2 separate regions of the Mus musculus genome follow, and region 1 is linked to region 2. A link is a contact called in public ChIA-PET data. All regions are on one chromosome and are shown on one strand. Each heading gives the region's core, a stretch centred on a gene start, on an enhancer-like site or on the middle of the called end of the contact. The rest is flanking DNA. Distances are from core to core; before and after follow the strand shown. Region 1 overlaps Dzip1 (DAZ interacting protein 1). Region 2 holds the start of Gm32382 (a long non-coding RNA gene).

Evidence for each region. ChIA-PET counts read pairs in DNA pulled down with a chosen protein or histone mark.
Region 1: a contact with region 2 is called in an RNA polymerase II ChIA-PET map of memory CD8 T cells, with 3 times the contacts expected there. The contact joins two enhancer-like sites. A contact is called at or near these places in 1 of 39 promoter capture datasets (embryonic stem cells), 5 of 15 datasets of contacts at CTCF or cohesin (CD8 T cells, the G1E-ER4 cell line, embryonic stem cells and 2 more), 109 of 484 Hi-C or Micro-C datasets (the 3T3-L1 cell line, 8-cell embryo, the AML12 cell line and 47 more), 8 of 115 datasets of contacts at active chromatin or transcription factors (CD8 T cells, astrocytes, effector CD8 T cells and 4 more) and 4 of 9 other capture datasets (adipose tissue, embryonic stem cells, liver and 1 more).

What each region holds. Positions count from the first base shown.
Region 1 is chr14:118,889,091-118,895,411 of GRCm38.p6, reverse strand. It overlaps Dzip1 (DAZ interacting protein 1), which reads left to right. Exons shown (of 22, transcript NM_025943.3): 14 at 3,580-3,642; 15 at 6,020-6,156. Among named protein-coding and RNA genes, the nearest start is that of Dzip1, 33 kb to the left of the region's middle. Within about 2 kb of position 2,226, at least 20 of the 459 cell types and tissues checked have an H3K27ac peak or open chromatin away from gene starts, as enhancers often do. A contact at or near this core is called in CD8 T cells, double positive thymocytes, effector CD8 T cells and 1 more, where this site is marked.
Region 2 is chr14:118,819,872-118,826,446 of GRCm38.p6, reverse strand. It overlaps Gm32382 (a long non-coding RNA gene), which reads left to right and starts at 6,202. Exons shown (of 3, transcript XR_383773.4): 1 at 6,202-6,247. It also overlaps a transcript of Cldn10 not described here. Within about 2 kb of position 2,661, at least 22 of the 459 cell types and tissues checked have an H3K27ac peak or open chromatin away from gene starts, as enhancers often do. A contact at or near this core is called in CD8 T cells, double positive thymocytes, effector CD8 T cells and 1 more, where this site is marked.

The DNA.
Region 1 (6,321 bases), core at 977-3,476, 69 kb before region 2:
TAGAAACCAAGGGCAACAGACTGGACCAAGCCCCAGGGATGAAAACGCTGCCAGAAACTGGTCCTCGGCCAGGACAGTGGAGTAGTACGCTCATGCTCTGGTAGACTGATGGCTGTCTGCAGATATGGCTCTTTTCCTATTGCAGATATGGCTCTTTTCCTATTGCAGATATGGCTCTTTTCCTATTGCAGATATGGCTCTTCTTTTCCTATTGAACTGGACTTCTTACAGGTTTTCCTCCTCTGCTCTTTGTGTTTTCCTGCGGCTGCCATACCTTACAAAGGAACCTCAAGAGGGCCACCTTTTCCTGCCTCATCTACCAGTGGTTTAAACTCTAATAATTACTGTCCTCTGCTTTGGGCTTGAACCCTTTAAGAGAATAGACGTGAGCAAGGAAGTAGCTGAAGTGGCTCTGTAGATAAAGCACTTGCCATGCAAGTGTGGGGACAGGAGTTTGGATCCCCAGAACCCACACTGTAATCCCAGCACTACTGAGGTGAACTGGGAGATGGGAGAGTCCATGGAATCTCCCTGGCCAGCAGCCCAAGGCCCGAAGCAGTAAAGAAGTGACTGAATGAAAACAAGGTGGGAGACGAGGACTGGGACCTAAACTGTCCTCTGACGACCTATGCATGCCATGCCCTCACACCTATGCTTACACATGCACACACATGTGCACATACACATACACACTCACATGAACACATATCACACACATATGTACACACACACTCACATACATACAAACACGTGACATTCACATGAACACATAAACTTACACATGCACACATGAACACCCATGCACATACACACACAGCACACATGAGCATATGCACACAATGTACACATACAGAACACACACATGCACACACATACATGCACACATTCATGCAATACATACATGCATACACATACATGTATATACATACAAACACACACATCACACACGCATGCACACACATACACATATAGCACACATGAACATATGCGCACACATACACACATTGTACACACATATGAATACCCGTGCACATACACACACAGCATACATAGACATATGCACAGATGTACATACACAGAACATATGAACACACACATGCACACACACACACACTTATACACCTATGCACACAGAACCATGCAGGAACTAAAGTGCTAATTAATCGATATTTAAGAGTTAAGAGGGTAGTAGAAGCAGAGAAAGGCAGAGAGAGGGAGAGAGTAGATAAGTAGAGGCCAGCCATGGTCATGAACACGTGGAGAGAGAGGGGAAGGGAAGAGCCCAAGAGGGCAAGGGGGAAGAAAGAGTAAGAGAGGGAGGAGAGGGCAAGCAGCCACTTTTATAGTGGGTCAGGCCTACATGGTTGTTGCCTGGTAACTATGGGGTGGAGTTTAGACAGAATGCTAACATAACCTGCATGTGCAAGGCCAAGGCCAGGTGCAGCAGCCTCAGGAATAAATGGAAACAAAGTCTGTCCTTAAGGAATTTGCAGTCTACAAAATAACCAAATAGTTGCCATTGTGTTATTACAAGGGAACAGATAGACTATGGTGATATGGGTTGTCAGTCTCTGGCAATTTGAGTCATGGAGGCAAAAATGAATGTGTTGGAATGGCATTCTAGGTAGGGCAGACAATGGGCAGAATATGTAGCAGGCAAACACTGACTATAGTAGTGGCACAGCTAATCACTTAGCTGAGCACAGAGCACACAGAAGAGACTTGAGGGAGATGTTGGTTCTGATTATTCAAGGAGGACTAAGCACAAGACTCCACTTGTCGAGGTGTTTCTGTGGACATGCGTAGCCTTTGGATGTCCTTGATCATGCTGGGCATGAAGGATTGGAGAGCTGGATTATGGAGACAGTGGCTTGGACAGAGTATGTCCAAAGAATCAAGGCTGGAAAGAGCAGCTTGGGCTATTGGTAACTGTGGACCTAACAGTTCTTCCCTAAGAGCTGGCTACTTACAGAAGCAGAAATGATTCAGGCAACAGCTCCACCGAGGGACATGGGTGCATGGGAGCATGCGCGACAGCTCGCTAATGCCTGGAACCTGGAGCACACTCCACGGCCTGCAGGGAACTCATCACATTAGAGTTTTTTCCAAATGACTGTTCTAGACTTCTGGAAAGCTCTGATGGTCTCTGGTCTGGTCTCAGAGGCTTCTTTGTAGCTTGTCTTGTCTGAGAGGGACTCTCAGCTTTTATTGCTTCCTGTGGTAGGAAGGTGTTATGCCCCAGCTCTGCACGAAACCCGTGAGAGCTCAAGAACTGTGGAGGCCCCTGCAATCGTGCATGCGAGCCTTTTATTTTCCAGTCAGACTTGGATCGAAAACCTTCCCACAGTGAGGGACAGGAGTGTGACCTCGAGCGTGGATGGCCTGGTGGATGGCCTGGCACTTATATACAGCATAGTTAGAGATTCTTTGACTGCTTAGGGTGACGGGGGGGAGGCGGGTGAAAGAGTGTCAGGAGGAAAAGTGCTCTGTGGTCTCTGAGCTGCAGGTGGGTGAGCTGTGTATCCTGTAAGCCAGCTTGATGGTTGCCTGTTGCCGGTGCCTCAATCCCGAATGCCGCCACGGCCCCTGCCCCAGCACCTTCCCCATGTGTCTTTCATCCCTTCCCAGGATGGGGCTTGGTTTGATAGAGCTCCTGGCAGATTTCCTTGTGCAGATGGATAAAAGTCATGTCCCTGGTAAAAGTCAACCGGGCATCGTATTTCCCAGTCTCCAACTCATGTCCTGGGTGAGATGGGATAGCTCTCTCCACTTCACCCTACTGTAAGGCCAGGCTCATCTCCAGCCTGTAGCCTCGCCCTGGGGGCTCTCTAAGACAGAGCTGGAGTTTGGGGCCTTGGATATCTGTAAGATTGTGTCTCCGTGTGACTGCTTACCCGCTCTTGCTTCACACTCGAGTTTTACTCGCTCTTTTCATCTTTGCCAGCTTCTCCTAGCCAAAAGTTAAGAGTTCCAGCAGGTGGCCAGGCATAGGTGTGTGCTATGAAGTTCTAATCCGTCCCTCTTGGACGGACGGTCTGGCTTCTACTTGGCTTTATCTCTGCTGTTGTATTTTAAACAGATGGCTCATGGGAAAGAACTTTTTAAGTTGTATCTCATGTGTCAGCGAGAGATTAAGGCATGAGAGGCTTGAGTCCTCGAAATATGTAATTTAAAAATAATTGAAGTTAATAGAGAATACCTAGAAATCGGAGAGTTCCTGAAAAAGTGGCCAGTTGTTGCCGCCTCAGCCAGGCATGGTGGACCATGCTCACAACCCAACCGTGTAGGAGGTGGAAGCAGGATCAAGGTTAAAGGTCACTGCTCACTATAAAGAGAGTTCAAGGCCAGCCTCAGCTATATAAGACCCTATCTTTAAAAATAAATAAATAAATAAATAAACTAAAATAATAAAATCAGAAGTTATTGCCTTAGTATTTCCCAATAGATCTTTGCTATTTAGGCAAAATATATCGGGGGATATGTGCATATAGTAGCTTGTATATACCTATGTATGTCTGTATAAATTATTTGGAAGCAAACAAATGTATTCGTGTAACTCCTTTTCTTCTTCATTGACAGAGCAAGTGTTCTCTTCACACATACTGGAACCAATAGAAGAACTTTCTTCAGAGGAGGAAAAAGGTAACGAAGCTTTGGGGTTTCCTTGTTCACTCGGGTCTGGACCTTGGTAGTGCATGTCTGCGCTGTATAGCGCACGGTACTGAAAGCAAGAGCCGCCTAGATGTGGATTGTGTGTTTCGACCTGTGTGATGTGCAGCATTTTGTTATTTTGGTCCCCTAATCTTCTGCTTGATTGAATTTTCTGCGGGTAAGTTAATGAGAGATTTCTTATGTCAGGAAACGGAAAAGCAGAAATCCTTTATTTTGATACAGATGGGGCTCGTGTATCGTATCCCTGACAACGTGACACCGTGTGTCCCAGAGTGGCCTCTCACAGTGTTAGCCTGAAACGAATGAGAACGTTTCCATTTCCAGATTACCGTTCTGTAGCAGTGCTGGGGCTGGAACCCAGGGCTTGCACATGCTAGACCAGGGCTCTGCCTGGGAGCCATAGCCCCCGTCCCCTAATCACTCTTAACGTCAAAAATGAACCCAGGATGTAAGCACCGGGTACGAAATAGAGCAAATAATATCCACAGTATGCGATGCGGGAGCTGTCAGAGGCCTTAGAGGAATGATTTTGCTTGCATATTTCTTTTGGCATTCCTTAAAATTACTTATATATTTTTAAAGCTTATGAAAAATTGTGTAATTATCTTTTCTTATTACAAAAATCTGTTTTTGAGGCAGGACTTTGTGTATTCCAGCTGTGCTTGAAGTCTGCTTCATCACGCCCCTCCCTCCCTCCCTCCCTCCCTCCCTCCCAAGGGTGGTGACCACCGGTGTCTGCCCCAAACACTCTGGGTTCTTTTGGGAGTGTGTTTTGTTTTGTTTTGTTTTTTTCTTGTTTTCTTTTTTCTTTTTCTAGACAGGGTCTCCTTGTATAGCTCTGGCTCAGGAAGAGAGGTGAAAAAATAAGTATTCCAATATGTAGACCTTGAAAAATGTCCTATTTTTTAATTGTGTGTGTGTGTGTGTGTGTGTGTGTGTGAAGAGTTTTCTAAAGCACTGGCAGTTAATCAGCCTCACAAATGTTGAAAGTGTAAGATTTAAGGCAACCTCTGACTTGTAATAACATTACCATATATACTTTATATTTCCAGCTGAGCGATCAAGAATAGCAAAATATTAAAACTGTGTCTTCCTGTAGGGTTTCTTTTTTTGCTATTTAATATGCAAACTAATTTGGCTAATTTTGTTTTTAGTGAAACTTAATTAATAGGTGAACATTTTGGCTCACACTTGTAATCTTACCATTCTGTCACTGGCTTTGAGGCCAGCCTGGGCTACAGTGAGACCTTGCCTTAAAAAAAAAAAAAGAAGAAGATGAAAGAAAAAAACATTAACTTAACAGAATATGACTTAGTGCTGTGATCAGATGGGTATCTGGAGAACATGTTAAGCAAGAGACATTTTGTGTAAGATCTTTCACAGATCCACGTCCCATCTGCTAAGGCAGATGAGTACTGGAAGATGGGGGCGTTTCTTGCAGCCAGCCTGAAAGAAGAAACACGTCTTGCAAGCGTGAGGAAGGCATTTGTTCAGTGCTTTTGAAGGAAATGAACCTTCTTGGAGGTAGAATCCAGAATGATAGTTTATTTGACAAACTTCTTCCAAATCTGGCTTTGGACAGTCCCTAAGGTTGTCACCTGACAGATATGGCTCTCTTTAGTCAGGTCTTAAGCTCCCTTGTACAGACTGGCCTTCATTGTGCAGGGCCATGCCTTTAGGCTCAGGTTCCAGGCTCCCTTGAAATAGACATGTTTTCCATGGGCGGTAAAGTAGACTAGAGTGAGCTGCGGCTGTCATCGCCGGGCTCTGTTCTGGTTCGGTAAAGAGGAGATACAGGCAGATTGGACATGGGAAGTAGAGTATTACCTGGCCTTTTGTTTGTTTGCTTCTTTGTTTAGCTTTTGTTTGTTTTAAATTATATGATGTTTCCCTTTCTAAGGCTTTGTTAACCTGTTTGAGGTTTGGTAAAGACTCTGAAAGGGGAGAATAAACATAAACTTTGATATATACTTAGGATTCACTAAGTTATCTCTTTAAAACTTAAAGAAAATTTAAATAAATTGGACCCTTTTTTCATCATAAAATAAATTCTAACTAATCTTAGAGACATTTTGGGAAATACTCTCACTGATAAAACAGTAAAGAAATATATATTATATCAACTACTTAACCCAGTTAACTCTAACTTAGGTAAGCAGTCAGGAGTCTGAAACCACTGAAGTTCTGGCACAGATTTAAAAGTTACAGAAGCTCAAAGACCTAGGCATTATAAAACATCCAAGACCTTAAAGTCTTTCTGACTTAAAGTTGTGAGTTTTCATTTTCCACTTGGAATGGGTTTGTATAATCCTTTTTAAATCTGCCTTCTAATAAAACCATATTTCAGGTCGAGAAAATGAGCAGAAATTAAATAAAAAGACGTCCTTAAGGAAACCGTCGAGCACCAGCCCATCCCCCCAGGAGCTGAGGACTAACCTGGAGCGGGAGCTGGGGAATAAACTAAGAAGCTTTGGGATTGGCGCGGTACGTCCTTCGCTCCCCGAGCGTTTGCTCCTTAGGCTCCCTTCTCTAAATCAGGACCCAACTCTGTACGATCTAGAGACTAGATGCTAAGAGGACTCAGGTTAGCAGAACCCTGGGTGGCATCTGCTAGAACCTGGTGCACTCCTAAGACCTTAACAAATACAA
Region 2 (6,575 bases), core at 1,412-3,911:
CACCCACAGGCGACCTGAGAGGAGCTATGCTAAGTGTGACGCTGGTGACTGTGTGGCTTGACCGGCAAGGGGAAGACTGACCATGTGAACCTCACAGGTAAAGATGCCCAAATGTCCCCCATTGCAAACTGTCCTAGGTTGTAAGTCAGTGGGTAGGAAGGACCCTGTCGTCATCAAATGCGGTGCCTCTCTCTTTCAGAACTAGTCACGCGCCACAACCTGCTTGCAGAAGAGCTTAGGAGTCTCTCCACTGTCAGGTCAGCGATGCAATCAGTATGGTGGCAGATTGGAACACTGAAGTAGAAGTGTTTACCCTAGAGACACCGGCAACACAAACGTGAGAAGTCTCTCTCCCCTCGACCCTCACCTCCCGACCCCCCCCCCCCACCCCGTCACGCACTTACTAGTCACAAAACATTTTCCAGCTCACCTGGAAGATGGGCACTTGACAATAATGGAACCATGCTGACCGTTGCATGTGAGGAAGGTCGATTATACACGGGGAGAAGAGCGGATAACAAGACAGAAAGCAGTAGGGGCAAAGCCAATAAACAACAATGACCATCAGAAAGGCCGCCCAGGACCCTCTGTGAGGAAGGCTGGTGGAGAGGCCTCAAATCACCTCATTTGTAGCTTTAGGAGAAAGTAGAGTTGCTTAGAGCTATCTGAGACCAAATTAGGTTAGAAAATGTCTGGTTACTGGGGCTAAAGAGATGGTTCAGGGGTTGAGAGTGCTTGCTGTACTTACAGAGGACCTAGGTTTGAGTTCTAGCACCCACACAATGGAAATTCTCGAGCATGAATGTGGTATATATTCATACATATAAAGCAAATCTAGAAGAATCAGGCTCTCTCTTTACATTATCATCAAGCTAAAGTGATCATACTTCTGCTATTTGATCAATCTCTTATTTCTTTGTTTGGAGCAGGTCTAAAATGACTCTGATAGAATTTTGGCCCAGATGGAAGACACTTTTACCTTTTACTTAGACTATCAATGATGACTTCTTTATAATCTAATTTTGTGGTGGGTGTCAGGTCCAGTCTCCTAGCCCAGTTCTCTGCCAAGGTATGAAGGTTCCCCTTTAACTGGTGGTCGAATTTCATATACCTGTGTCTTAGGGTTTCTTTTGCTGCGACAAAACACCATGACCAAAAAGCAAGTTGGGGAGGAAAGGGTTTATTCAGCTTATATCTCCACATTGTTCATCATTGACAGGAAATTAACAGGGCAGGATCCTGGAGGCAGGAGCTAATGCAGAGGCCATGGAGGGTGCTGCTTACTGGCTTGCTTTCCCTGCTTGCTCAGCCTGCTTTCTTATAGAACCCAGGACCACCAGCCCAGGAATGGCACCACCCACAATGGGCTAGGACCTCCCCCACTGATCACTAATTGAGAAATTTATACACACACACACACACACACACACACACACACACACATTAATATCTGGGCAATTGCTTGTTATGGACTTGATTGTCCCTATAGCTGGGGTCTCCTATAGCTTGAGATCACAGCATTACATACAGTATGGAAGTTATGCAGTATGTGTTTGTCTTTCTAATGTGTGTCTCCAAAGATGTAGAGACTTGGATGATGAAGACGAAATAGTTTGTGTCCGGCCATCCTAACAGCACTGAGGTGAAGAGAGATGCAGCGTAAAGGCGAGGTGGCTGCTCCCTGCAAGGATGCTGATGGAGGCCGCAGGTCAGGCAGCTTCAACAGTCACGTGACTGGGGTAGAGAGGTAGGAAGTCGTCAGCAAGGCTAACGAGCATTTAGATCAGATGTGCTAGACACTTCGCACATGCTTCATTTCCATTATTACTAAATTACTACTCAATTAAATGGGATTATCTCCTCTAAAATGACAACTAAAGTAGTCACTGACAAGACAGATGAAAATCTAGCTTTGGGATATCTTGAAAGTGGCAAAATATTCCAATATAATAATAGTTAACAGTGGTGTAGGCAGATCCTATCTTCTGTGCTAGCCAAACAGAAGAGGTCTCAAAATTGTTGATTGTGACTGGTGACATACTTTTATAAACATACCATATAGATTCCCAAAGAGTTTTTAAATTTTTTTAGTTTATATTACTACAAGTGGATATTTTGCTTGCATGTATGTGTGTGTACCAATTATATGCCTGGTGCCCACGGTCCTCCAGACAGTTGTGAGCTGTCATGTGGACACTGGGAATTGAACCTGGGACCTCTGGAAGAGTAGCCAGTGCTCTTAACCATTAAGCCATCTGTCTTGCCCATACCAGAGACTTCTTAAATTGTACAACCTAGCACTCATAGATTAAGGATAAACCAAATGTGGTATCTGCCTACCATGAACTATTAAAGAGAAAAAAAAAAAAAAAAACCTCCTGACATCTGATACAAGTGTGGTGACCCTTGAGGACCTTATGCTATGTGAAAAGCCATTTGCAGCAAGACAGATACTGTGTGGTTTTGCCAGGCTAGGAAACTCATGATGGCAGAAAGAGAAATGGGAGTGGATATGGGGAGGTTTTCTTGGGAGCAGTTTCTGTTTTGTGAGGTAAAAGCTTGCGGAGCCTGGTTGGACAACAGTCTGAAATCCTTCCCAGTCTGAGCTCCCGCTTGGTTACTGTGATGCACAAGTTGCTTTGCTTGTTGCAATAACCAAACACCTGGCGAGAAACACCTCAAGGAAAGGAATTCAAGGGTGAAGCTCAGCCAGGCGGTGGTGGTGCACGCCTTTAATCCCAGCACTCGGGAGGCAGAGGCAGGCGGATTTCTGAGTTTGAGGCCAGCCTGGTCTACAGAGTGAGTTCCAGGACAGCCAGGCGGCCATACAGAGAAACACTATCTCAAAAAAAAAAAAAAAATATATATATCAAGGGTAAAGTTCACTCTGGCAGGAAGTGTGAGTCATGTTGTATCCACAAAGCAGAGACAGAGAGCGCATGTGTTCAGCTCCTTTTCATTCACTGTGAGACCATAACGAGCAGATGCTGCTGCTTACCTCAGGGTGGGTCTCTTTCTCTTTTTCTGGAAACACCCTCAGAAGCTTGGCTCCTGGCTGACTCCAAATGCAGTCAAATTCACAACGAAGCCACCATAGATGGTCATTTCTACATGTATTTTCCTATTTAATTACAACTGATTATATATATATATATATATATATATATATATATATGTATATATATATATATATATATATATATATATATATATATATATATAAAAGAGTTCATGCCGCCCTTTAACACTATGGCTCCTCCGCCTGTCCTGCACTCTCTAGTTTTTATTCTCCTGATGTATTTTCTACTGAGTAGCTGTTTGAAGAGAATTTGAGGTAAGGAGGATGTTGAGTGTCTGAGGTAATGAGAAGATGGAGTTTGGCACTCTTGCTCCTGGGTGGATTTCCTAACAATGCGCTGGAGATTCTGGGAACAAGAGCTGGAGGGTACACTCCAGGGCAGGACTGCCTCTGGCTGTGGCTTCACCCTTTCAATTTCTCAGTAAATACCTACCTTCATCTCTCTTCAAGTGCTCTAAGGATCAGCACAAAGGAGCTGGGGTTTTTTGAAGTTAATAGACTGAAAAGTGTTGGCCCTGAATGGCGTTTAAAATCATCTTGAATCCTAGTTCTTTCTCGCCTGGCTTTAAAAATATATTCATTCATATTTCATCAACTCAGTTTTCTTAATCTTGAGGAGCAATGCCATTATTGTTAATTATTATTATTAAAGATTTCCTTCTCTCCTGATTGATTTTGTTTTCTTCAGAGTCCCTCTCCTAGGACTCAGCTGACTGGCTTCTTTTGAGAGAAAACCATTTGGCAACTTGTTCTTTGGTTGTGAAAGTACTGGACAGATTTTAAGCCCTTGGATTTCCTGACTGGCCCTGGTCCCTTGCTGCCTAAACAAAGGGACCCTTCCAACCCTTAAGCGTGCAGGGGACATTGCATTGAGTGTTCACTGCCCTGGGATTAGTTGGAGAGGCAGACACAGGTGGGTCCTCTCCACGGTCACTCAAAGAGGCTCTTTCAGGAGTCTCAATGTGCAAACAGAACAGGGAAGGTGGGCCAGTCGGCTAGTCTCCTGTGCAGCCGGCGATTGTCCCTTCCACAATGAGAGCTCTTCTCTCTGCAGGCCTGTGGGGCTGGCACAGTGGTTTGTTTGGTCCTGAGAGAAGTGGCCCCTTGCTTCTTCAGCCCATCCACACTGCTTCCAATCTCTGGTACACATTTGCTACACCTGTCAATTTTGCCCACCCTGTCGGACTACCCTCTAGAAGCCTCTGACTTAAAATCAGGCTCCACGGTGGCATGAATGTAGCATCCACTATGCCACTCACCGAAAGTAAACCTTGCGGGTTACTGTCACTCATGATCAATGCTACCATTTTCTGATATTCACCAACAATTGATACAGTGGGTTGTTTAACTAAACAGTTACTAAATAACAACAGTTCACAATTACAGCTCACTGCTCAGAGCTAGCCCTGCCTTACATTGTATTACTCTGTTCCCATGCATGCAATATCTGCATGCTACTCTGTAAGGTGGGAGCTGATGTTATGCTGTTTTCCTGCTGAGGGGGAGAGCCAGGCATGCAGAAACAGAAGCCTGAAGAGGGGCAGCAGGGAGATGGAGTTTGGTATTCTGTTTTTTTGGTTTGTTTGGTTTTTTGGTTTTAATTCTTCACCTGAATTCAGTTAGCATCTATAAATGTAGGCGCCTCACCAGCAGCCAGCCTGAATCATGTGACTGAGCTCTTGCTTTCTCGTGGGATGGAAGTGTCCAGCAGAGTTAGTTGAAGATATAAAGGTTTGGTAGCTGAGACCAAGAGGAGAGAGAAATGTCTACAGTTCCCAAGAAAGACAGACATAGTCTGTGTCAATAGGCTAGACAAACACCATCAAAGGGAAGAGTCAAGGATGTGTGATGGCTGAGGAGGTGGACGGGTAAACTGAAAGCTATCAGGAAGCTGTGTTTGGACTGAGACTGCCGAGAGATATACTTAAGGAACAGAGTTTAGGGCTCTCTCTAGATGGCTGGAGGACCTCATTCTAAGAGCAGAAAGGGGGCTGGAGAGATGGCTCCAGGTCTAAGAGCCCATATTGCTCTTATCAAAAACCTGAGTTTGGTTCCCAGTTCACAAACACCCGAGGACACTTGGGGACCTGTACCGGTTTGTTTATTTTTGTCAACTTGACCCAAGTTGGGGGTCATTTGAAGAGGAAACCTCAATTGAGACATTCTCTCCATAAGACTGGTCTGTGGGCAAGCCTGAAGGGGCATTTTCTTGATTAATGATTGCCCATGGGGTGGAGGTTGGGCACTCACTGTGGGTGGTCCTATCTCTGGGCACATGTTGCTGATCGGTGTAAGAAAGGCAGCTGAAGGTGAACCCACGAGCAAGCCAGTAAGCTGTCTGCAGCTCCTGCCCTGACGGACTGTCTGCAGCTCTGTCTGCAGCTCCTGCCCTGACGGACTGTCTGCAGCTCCTGCCCTGACTGGCTGTAAGTTGCAAGATGAAGTAAACCCTTTCCAGTCCAAATTGCTTCTGGTTGTGTTTATTACAGCAGTAGAAAGCAAACTATAAACAGGATCCAATACCTTTTGCTGGGCTCTGCTGTCACCAGTGCCCACACACCCTTGCACGTGGGCATGCACACGTGCACACACACACACACACACACACACTCCTGTCACACACACACAATACTCACAGAATTCAAAATAATAAAAATAAATCTTTAAAAGAAATCCCAACCACATCTGCTGCCCTAAGATTCTTTGTTTGTGCTAGAGGAAGTTTGGGGGAATTTTTGTGTTATTTAAACAATACATTTGCCGTGGGCATTTAGCCTATAAATCCATGCACAGTTATCCATGCTCAGGCAAAGAACACACAAGCATTAAGTCTCAACCACGCTGATAGTGTGGATCTTTCCAGAAAAACCTCCATAGGAGAAAAAACTTCTGATGCCTTTCTATTTAATACAAATCTCAAGCTTGCTTGATACCAATAACTATCCATTCAAATTGAAACGCACCCAGGCTTTGTGCGTGTCACCCAGCTCAGACAGCACATCTCACCCACCAGTAGTCGCCAACAGCATACAAAACAAATGGTGTTGTCTTAGTGCCAAGCCGATTTAGCAGTTGATCACTACTGCCATCTATAGGTAACATGTAGCATGACACCTCGGCATCGATTGTGGGCAAGATACAGCTGCTGCGCTGGAGGAAATTACCAGGGTAATTTTTTAAGTTTTTGTGTATTTGTTTATGTCCTTGTGCCATGCATGGTTCTCGTGTGAAGGTGAGGGGACAAATTGTGGGAGTCAGTGGTTCCCTTCCACAACGTGGGTCCTGGGAATCTGGCCATCCGGCTTTATGGCAAGGAAGGTAAAGAACTGGGTTAATGGAGGCTAGGAACTAGGAGTAGGAGCTGCGCTGGTTACTAGCTACAAAGTTTCCGTTTTTTCAAGAGGAAAAGAGTCCTGGGGATATATGATGGTGTTTATAAACAGTGAGTGTTCAATCCTTTTATTTATTTGTTTGTTTGCTTGATTGTTTGTTTTTC